Linked DNA regions of Sus scrofa: regions 1 and 2 are each linked to region 3. The links are chromatin contacts, called in public Hi-C maps. All regions are on one chromosome and are shown on one strand. The core of a region is the stretch at or near the end of the contact, and the rest is flanking DNA. Distances in the headings are between cores, read along the strand shown.

Region 1 (3,111 bases), core at 177-2,676, 54 kb after region 3:
TGTCTTTGGAGTCCCCACCTATCACTGAAGAAGCTCTCCCCACCCCGCTTGCCGCCAGGGTGGAGGTGGGACCCTGAGACACAGAGTGTGGACAGGTGACCCAGGTGTTGCGGGTCAGAGTCACATCAGGTGTGCCTCCCCCATGACATGCCTGCTGCAGCTTTGGGCTTGCTGGCCACACCATCTCCCAGCCTGGCTCCCACCCTGTGCAGCAGGGGTAAGTGCCCTGGCCTTTTTCCCTAATTGGCTATTGTTGATTTCTGTTTCTGATCCCAGTAACTCTGGCTGCTACCCCGTCTTCTCCTTTTTGGTTTGTCTCTTTTCCAGATTTCTGAAGTCCCATTAAGAACTCGTGTGGTGTTTGAGAGAAATCCTCTCAGAACTGTGCTCTCCCTCCTCAGTCACCCTCATCAAAGCCTGTTGTGGCTGCTGGCCCCTAACCCTATGCCCAGCAACGTGCTCTGATAGCTCGGAAGGACGCCAGGCTGCCAAGATAGGTGGTGGCTGGGTCATTAGAATGGCAAGCTGCCTGAGTGGGGGGACCGTCTGTCCAGGGTATCTGATTCCAGCTGCTGATACCCTCCACGTGTATACACATACACACACACACACACACACACACACACACACACACCACATGTGTGGCTTAACAGATTGGAAGCCCCCACACTGTAGTTACTGCCCGTGAGGTCCTGGCACTCCGAGGGTGATTCAGGGAGGGTGATTCCGCTCCCCTGGCAGAACTGGGCTCCCTGCCCTGATTTTGCCCCCAGCTCAATCTATAAATTTCCCAGATATGTGAGCAGGGCTGGGTGACTATGGTCAAATTCAAGGACGGGCCTCCTGCTGTGTGGTGTGAAACAGGGCCCTGAGCCAGAGAGGCGAGGAAGGCAGCCCCTGGTGCCCATGGCCACAACAGCTGGTGAACCTGGGCAATCAAACGGGGGTCCCGCCCTCTGTTTATAAACTTAGACAAAAACTCTGCCTTTATTATATGTCTCTGGCACCCTAAGGGGCAGTGGTTCTTCAACCTGAGCTAGCATAGCAATCACCAGGCGATCTCGTCACAGCCCAGATCCCCGGATCTGCCTGCCCCCAGAGTTTCTGCTTCGGGGTCCAGCAGAGCATTGTTTTTTCTAACGAGTTCCCAGCATTTGAGATGCTGTGGCCCGATACCACACTTTAAGAGGCACACTTTAAGAAAGTGAGGTCCACTCCACGGGAATGATCAGGTCTGTCTCTGTACTACGTGCATCCTGGTGCACAGTGAAAGAATCAGCCAGAAAATGAAGGAAAAAGAGCCGGAGGGGCGTAAAATGATGACAGAGTAAGGAAACCCAGGAACCGGGGAGCCGGCTGCTTCCAAGCGGTCACGCGCTGCCCTCCTGCGGCCAGGGAGCTGCCGGCCCTCCGCGACTTTTGTGATGTCACAACCCCGCCCGCCAGGAGAACGGTTGCCTTGACGACGTAAACTGACCGCCTGGGCGCGCGCGTGCGCAGAGTCGGGTTCAGCGGCTCTGAGACTTCTGAGCGAGCGCAGGCGTGCGGGGCCGGTGAGGGCGCGCCAGACCTGGATGCGGGGGCGCGCAGGGTCGGGGCGGGGTGTGTGCAGGGGTGGGCAGGCTAGGCGGCGGGCGCGCGGAGTCGGGATGGGGTGTGTGCGGGGTAGTGGGGGCTGCAAGTGAGACGGGGGTATGCTTGGTCGGGGTCCGTTGTGTGCTGGCGGGGCGGGGCGGGCAGTCGTGCGGGGTAGGGGCGGGGTTTGTGCGGTGGGGCGGCAGTCGGGGCGAGGTGGGGGAGGCGGGCAGGAGAGGTAGGGGGAGGTGGGGGGGAGGCGGGGCGGGGGGGAGGCTGTAGGGGTAGGGGCAGACACCTAGAGCGCCCCTCCAAGCCTTGGTTGCAGGGGCCCTCCTTACTCGCAGTGTACCAGCTGTATCACATACTCAGCCAGCTAGCCATCCCTCCCTAGCTCCAGGCCCGTGCACCCTTGCCATACAGCAGATGGCCAAGGTGGGGTTGTTGGGAGGCCTGGTAGTGCTAGCCCGCGCCAACGGGTGTAAGTAGGCTTTGGAGTCGAGGAATCTTGGGGTGGAGTCCAGCCTTGGCCCTTTCCGGGTGTGTGACTTTGAACAGCCTGCTGAATCTCTGCTTAGGTTTCTCTTCTGCAAAAAGAAAACTCACTTGTTCAGTAAACAGTTAAGAAGCTCCAAGCTCTTACCGGAGGCTTGATGAGCACTGGGCTGCAAATCAATGGGTAGCTGCCTGTTTTCATGGAGTTTACATTCTAGGGGGAAGATAGGCAAGAAATTGCTTTTTTAAGTGATAAATCAAACATTGGTAATTGCAGAGAAGAAAAGAAAATGAGGTCACATGGGAGTGGATGGAGTGTTGAGAGGATACTTCCTGGAAGGAGTGAGGCTTGAGTTCAGATCTGGGTGCGGGAGAGGACAGAGCTGGGGCAGACCAGGGCTGGCAGGCCCTGGGAACAGAGATGAGGCACAGCTGCTGGAATGGGGCCCAGGAGGGGAGAGAGGATGGGGGGTGGGAGCAAGGAGCTGCAGGTGCTGGGCACCTGGTGAGCCCTCAGTAAATGCTAGCTGTTCTCAGTCACTGCCGGGCAGGGGACTGGGGACTGCTTGGCTCAAGCAGTGTGTTTCTCCCCAGGTTGGAATCTCCTTTAGCCAATGTCAAGTTTCTCAGTGAGAGCTTCCTCCTTTGCCCGGATGTCCAAGATCCTGCTTCCTACCCTGTCCAAGGACCTGTCTTTGCATAACAGTAAGTGCTGGGCTGGGGTCTCTCAGCGTCACAGGCAGCCTTGGGCACCTGTGGCAGTGAGGTCTAGATGTTATCAAGGCGCACAGTGATTCTAAATCAGCCATGAAGCAGGAATCTCAGACTTCCCTGGTTCTGCAGAAACTCCTTGTTTTATTTCCTAGAGCTGCTGTAACGAAGTTCCGCCCCAGGCTGGGGCCTTAAACAACAGGTTTATTGTTTCATAGTTCTGGGGGCTGGAAGTCCACAATCAAGGTGCCAGGGGCAGGGCTGGATCCTTTGGGAGGCCACGAGGGGGACTCTGTTCCATGCTTTCCCCCAGTGTCTGGGGGTTTGTGG
Region 2 (2,872 bases), core at 195-2,694, 36 kb after region 3:
CGAATCAGGACCCGGCACAACTTGCTGACTGAGCGAAAGGGAAGGGAGCAGGGGTGGGACCAGGAACAGAGGGCCAGGATCAGGCGGGCAGGGTCCTAATGCAGAGCTCAGCAGCCTGGGTGGACCCAGAGCACTGAGAGGCAGCGGGGGCTGTAGGGCGCCCGGCATAGCAGCACGTGGCACAGCAGGCTGCGTGCAGGGGGAGGGACGCCCTGTTCCGGGCACCGGTCCCCGGCCACGGCTGGACTCCGCCCCTACCCGGCCCGGCCAGGCCTGCTGTTTATCCTCCCGGGGACACAGCGGCTGCAGGAACAACATGTAATTGATAACAAGCCGAGCGCCGGCCAAGGGCCTTCCATTGGGTCAGCGTGCAAATCACGGGGGCAGCCGGCCGGGGCCGCTCTTCAAAATAAGAGTCTTTGCTCCCCCGCCGCCCCGCCGGTCCTAAAGTCATGAGCCTAGCGTCCTCGCACCTGTGGGGCGGCCGGTCTCCCCACGAGCCACCTGGCCCTTAGGGAGAAAGTGATCCGAGGGGCCCAGGCACTTGGGGATTTTGTCACGCCCGCGGACTGGGGGAGAAAACAACCTCTCCTTGGGGGGGAGGGGGGAGGGTCCACAGGGAACGGATCTTCTCCGCGGGCGGGGTGGACTCCCTGCTTTGCTAACGACGCAGGGGGTGCTACTTCGTGCCGTGTGACTGCGTGTGCGGGGCGTGGTGAGAGTCGGAGGAGGCGTCCGAGACACACTCGCGCGTGGGGCCGCGTGGTGCCCCCGCATGTGTGGGAACGTGCGCGAGAAGGGGAGGCGCGGGGAGCCTGGAGCGCCGCCCCGGGAGCACCGAGCCCTCGGCCCGCGCCCCCTCCCCCGGGCCGGCTGAGGTGACCGACAGTAACCCCTCCACCCCTCCCCGCCGCGCACCCGCCCGCCCGCAGGCCCCGCCGCGCCTGCCATATGGGAGGCCCGCTCTCGTCGCGCATACGGACACGCGCGGCAGGCGCCGAGGCAGCGGACTGACCCGTGCAGGGAAAGTGCGGCTGGGCACGTGGGGTCGCTCTGCCACCAGCTGTCCGCTCCTGGCCCAGCGCGGCGCTACCTTGCTCCTCCGACATTTCCTGGGACGCTCACGCGGATCCCAGGACAGCTGTGCGGGCGCCAGGCCTCGCGCCTAGAGGTTCGCCCGCGCCCCTCGCCCCCCCCGCGCCCCCCCACCCCCCGCCCCCCGGCAGCTCCCTGCGCGCCAGGCCGGCTCTCGGCGTATCCGGCCGCACCGTGCCGCTCCCACCTGAACTCGGCGCACGGCCGGCCGGCGGCCAGGCCCGGCGGTCCTGGGCCCCGCGGGCTGCTTTGGGGGCGGCGGCAGCGCGTCCTGCACCCGCTCGAGCTCGCCCGGGCCCGCGTTGCTGCGGCGGAGCCCCGCCGCCGCCGCTTGCTCCGCGCTCACTCTCCGGGCTCACGTGACGCGGCGGGCGCCGCGAAGGCTCGCAGGAGGCTCGGCCGTGGGCGCGCGCCCCATTGGTCCGAGACACGCGTCACGCGCCGCGCTCCGCCCATGGCCCCGCCCACGGCCCGCGGCCACCGGGACTCAGAGCCGCGCCCCCGGCCCCGCCCCCTCCTGGCTCACACCCTTTGCAGTGAACTCGCAGCGGTTGAGGTGTCTACTCCTTAAGTTCTAACCCAGGTGAGAACGTGGCACTGGCCTGGGCCTCGGAGAAGGGCCCACGAGGGGTTGGAGCGGCGGGGCAACCGCGGCCTCCCCAGCTCCCACCTACATCCCGCAGCGGGCCAACGGGTAAAGCGAGGATTTATCAGGGACGCTGCTGGAGAAACGAGGGCGCGCATTAGGTGAGCAGCCAGTCCCCTTGCCGGGCGTTCGCTGGGGTTGGCAGCAGTCTCCCCGGGAGACAGGAAGCGCAAGGCGCAGAGTGACCTGTCCAGGAGACAAGTGAACTGAGGGTGCCGCGCGCGCTGCGCGTCCTTTACCCACACCTATGGATTCTTGGCCAACAGTTTACAGATGAAGAGACAGACTCTTGAGGCTGCGGTGCTCCCAGATACAGCTGGTAAGGAGAGAGGGTGAGCAGGCATCTTCCAGACAACCAGAATGGTGGGCCGAGAGCTCATTCTATGGAGCTCACATCCTTTCCCTTCCTGGACGGGGAGGTGGAGAGCGTTTCTGTTCCTCCCCAGGACATTGCTAGGGAAGGGATTCATGGTCAGGACCTGTCCAGGCTCTCTGGAATGCCATGGGTCTGGGCCCTTAAGTCGGTGCCCGCGCTGGGCTCTGCCTCCGGCAGCCCCTCCCTGTACAGCCAGCAGTGCCAGGGAGGCAGCTCCTGCTGCCACCAGGAGCCTGAGGGGAGGAGACTGGTGATGAGGATGGTGATGACCCTGTCGGAAGCTTTCTTGTAATTCTCCTAAAAGTACACCCCCCAGGAGTTCCCGTTGTGGCTCAGTGGTTAACGAACCCGACTAGGAACCATGAGGTTGCGGGTTCGATCCCTGGCCTTGCTCAGTGGGTTAAGGATCCAGCGTTGCCGTGAGCTGTGGTGTAGGCTGAAGACACGGCTCGGATCTGGCATTGCTGTGGCTGTGGTGTAGGCCTGCAGCTATAGCTCTGATTCAACCCCTCGCCTGGGAACCTCCATATGCCACAGGTACAGTCCCCACCCCCCGAAAAAAACCAAAAATTCTGCCCAGCCTAATTCTGCTCAGCATTTCTGTTTCATTTTTCATTTTAATGAATCCTAGGAAATATGCCTCTTTTTCCTGTCTCTTCCCATCCTGTCCCTCCAGGTCTCTGTGCCCTTTCTCGCCTTCTCTGTGCCCCACAGACTCCTCTACACAGAGCGTGACAGCTTTTTCATCCTGGGGG
Region 3 (2,836 bases), core at 15-2,514:
TGTACCTTTGATGTGCTGTATTTTGTGTGCTCTCCACTGCAATGTGTGTGAGTCGTGGGCGTGCACATCTCTGTGAGTGCAAACACCCTGCTATGTGTATTTGTTTGTGGAGAGCCTGGTGTGTCTGGCATATATACCTTGTGTGCATCCCACCTGCAGTGCTGTAACTGAACAGGACCCTATGGGGCCTTCTCGCACATCCTTTGCTTTAACTCCCACAGAGTTACCTAGAAAAGAGTATCTTTTCCTGAGATGTTTTACAGATGTGAAACACTCCCCTCCCTCCACCAAATAGATGATGTTAACTAGCTGATGACCTTGAGCAGGTAGCCCCAGACCTCCAGAAGCCTAAGAACTGATTCTGTTAACCTGTGTGACACCCTGCTGTGACCCCACCCATCAACCAGTCTGTGCAGGAGCTGATCGCGAACCCGAAACTCTCTTCCCTCCCCGGGTTTTTCAAAATGCTTCGGGGAAATCCTGTGGGGAGTTCGGGGGCTTTTTAGGGTATGAGTCACCCCTATCCTCGCTTGGCCCTGCAGTAAACCCTTCTGTACTCCAAACCCTGGTTTGTTTGGCCTCACTGTGTGAGGAGACCACGAGCCTGCGGCGGTTAAGAGTGCTGCATGTGCATAAAGCCCGCGTGTCCCCCCTCCGCGTGCACAGGCACATTTCAGGTGTGCGCACCATGCCAGCGCGCCCCTGGAGCACCCCCCACCACCACCTGCAAGCTTCCCGCGCCCGCGCTCTCCCACTGCTGAGGCGGAGCCTGGGCGGGTTCTGGGCGGAGCTCCGCCGGGAGGGCGGCCGCATTCCTGGGCGCGCTGGGGCTGGAATTGGTACATTCCTTTCATAACTCCCGCGTGGGGGCGGGGGCCTGAGCGGAGAGTTGGTGATTAAAGGGAGGAAGAATGAAGCTCTGCGGGGCTGGGTGCAGGCCCAGAGCTGGAGGCCAGGAACATGTGAGCGGCGTCCCAGGAGCCCAGGGATGCAGGCGGAAGCCATCCCGCCCACGGGTGGTCTGAGCTCAGAAATGGTGCGCTGGGCCCAGGGGGCAGCCAGGGCCAGAGGCGGCCTAGGGGCCTTTAGGCAGCCTAAGTGCATAGAGTCTTGCGCCCGCAGGTGTTCCAAGAGCTAGGTTTTGCTGTCACCCTGAGAAAGAAAATATCGCCTGCCGTGTCAATAAGCAAAGGAGGTTACAGCGATCAGTGGTTCCAGCTGCGAGAGCCGGTGAGCCCCAAGGGAACCCAGGGAGGAAACAAAGAACACCTGCCATCTAGCGGCCGTCGGACTGCAGCTGTTCTGGACGGTGAGCCCTGAGGTTGGGAAGCACAGGATGCAGGTCCCAGAGAGCTGAACTGCAAATCACAGGAATGATTTCAGTGAGCCCTGACATGTGTTTTCCCATATACAGAAAAGCGCTGCATTCCTTAACTCGAGATACCTATTTTTTTTTTTTTTTTTGTCTTTTTAGCTATTTCTTGGGCCGCTCCCGCGGCATATGGAGGTTCCCAGGCTAGGGGTCGAATTGGAGCTGCAGCCACCGGCCTACGCCAGAGCCACAGCAACGCGGGATCCGAGCCGCGTCTGCGACCTACACCACAGCTCACAGCAACGCCGGATCGTTAACCCACTGAGCAAGGGCAGGGATCGAACCCTCAACCTCATGGTTCCTAGTCGGATTTGTTAACCACTGCGCCACGACGGGAACTCCCGAGATACCTAATTTTCTTTTATCGACAGTAATCTTTTGTTCCGATGCCCTGCCCTTTGTTGCAAAACTCCTGTATCTCCTGGCACCCCCCCTGCCTCCTCTGAGCTGTCTCAGAGCTATCTGAGATGCTGTGTCCTGGACGTAAGTCCTCAATTTTGTTCCCCGAGGAAAACATAGCTCTCAGCCTTTTGGTTGTGCTTATTTTTTAGTTGACAACCCCATTCTGCAGAGATGAAGGCGGTTGAGCAGTTTGCTCTCTGTGCCTGGTACCATTATTGTAGCAGCAACAGCCTTTGCAAAGCGCTGGCCCTTCCCAGGTGCTTCTGCTTGCCTGATGCCCCCGTCTCCCATAGCTGAGTCCCAGCCTCCTGAGGCCCCTAGGACTCTGCCCCTTCTCTGGGCCTTGTGTGTGCAGGCCCACTTGCTTATGGTGGGGCTCCCTTCCCTAGCTGAGCCACACTTTCCCCTGAGTGTGGGCCTGAGTCCCACCTGTGTTAGGCCAATGGGCAGGGGGTCCAGTTCCTGGGACGCTCTGACCCATAGGTTAAGTCATGGCCCCACTTGAGTGAGAACAGGGCAGAAGCCACTGAATCTGATCTGGCTCCAGGTGGATACTGAGGCAGGGGGTGAGGGGGTTGCCTCTGGTGAGGGGACGTCCAGCATGGCTGGGACACCTGTGGCCGTGCTGAAGAAGACAACTAGTTCAGGCTCTGGTGGCCCTGGCTGGGCTGGCCGCGAGGATGCAGGCTCTGCTGTGTGTCTGAAGACAGCCCTGGGTGGGGGATGGGGGTGCTGGCAGAGCAGTGATGCAAGACGTATGTGGGGGGCACTGGGTGGGCTGTGAAATCTCCCCACGGGCAGAGGGTGAGTTGCAGAGGAAAGAGTGGCAGCTCACCCCATGCCCCATTGCAGGTCCTGTCTGCTCAGCCATCATTCTCTTCCAACCCCTGGTCAGCCTTTCTTCTAGACCTGCGAGCTCACTGTGTGACCTTGCACAGCCACTTGACTCCTTTCTGTGTCGGTGAGCCCTAGTGGTCCTGGTGTTTTTGTCACAGAGAGTCACTCAGCAAACGTGCTGGCTCCTCTGGTCCTGCCATCATCATCTCCTTCCTCCTGTCCATT

The links. Hi-C and Micro-C count contacts between places; a contact is called where the count stands out from the background.
Region 1: a Hi-C map of skeletal muscle shows a contact between it and region 3, with 5 times the contacts expected there. The contact joins the promoter of CFAP100 here to the enhancer-like site in region 3. A contact is called at or near these places in 3 of 5 promoter capture datasets (fetal liver and liver), 24 of 47 Hi-C or Micro-C datasets (adipose tissue, alveolar macrophages, brain and 10 more) and 1 of 2 datasets of contacts at active chromatin or transcription factors (skeletal muscle).
Region 2: a Hi-C map of liver shows a contact between it and region 3, with 6 times the contacts expected there. The contact joins the promoter of KLF15 here to the enhancer-like site in region 3. A contact is called at or near these places in 2 of 5 promoter capture datasets (both in liver), 16 of 47 Hi-C or Micro-C datasets (brain, embryonic fibroblasts, fetal liver and 7 more) and 1 of 2 datasets of contacts at active chromatin or transcription factors (skeletal muscle).

The regions. Positions count from the first base shown.
Region 1 is chr7:53,907,927-53,911,037 of Sscrofa11.1, forward strand. CFAP100 (cilia- and flagella-associated protein 100) reads left to right here and starts at 1,427. Exons shown (of 15, transcript XM_021098950.1): 1 at 1,427-1,553; 2 at 2,665-2,775. The coding sequence starts at 2,685.
Region 2 is chr7:53,889,114-53,891,985 of Sscrofa11.1, forward strand. It overlaps KLF15 (Kruppel like factor 15), which reads right to left and starts at 1,445. Exons shown (of 3, transcript NM_001134349.2): 1 at 1,283-1,445. It overlaps LOC102164647 (a long non-coding RNA gene), which reads left to right and starts at 1,536. Exons shown (of 3, transcript XR_002345796.1): 1 at 1,536-2,060.
Region 3 is chr7:53,853,612-53,856,447 of Sscrofa11.1, forward strand. No RefSeq gene overlaps it. Among named protein-coding and RNA genes, the nearest start is that of KLF15, 36 kb to the right of the region's middle. Within about 2 kb of position 1,265, at least 57 of the 83 cell types and tissues checked have an H3K27ac peak or open chromatin away from gene starts, as enhancers often do. A contact at or near this core is called in adipose tissue, brain, embryonic fibroblasts and 7 more, where this site is marked.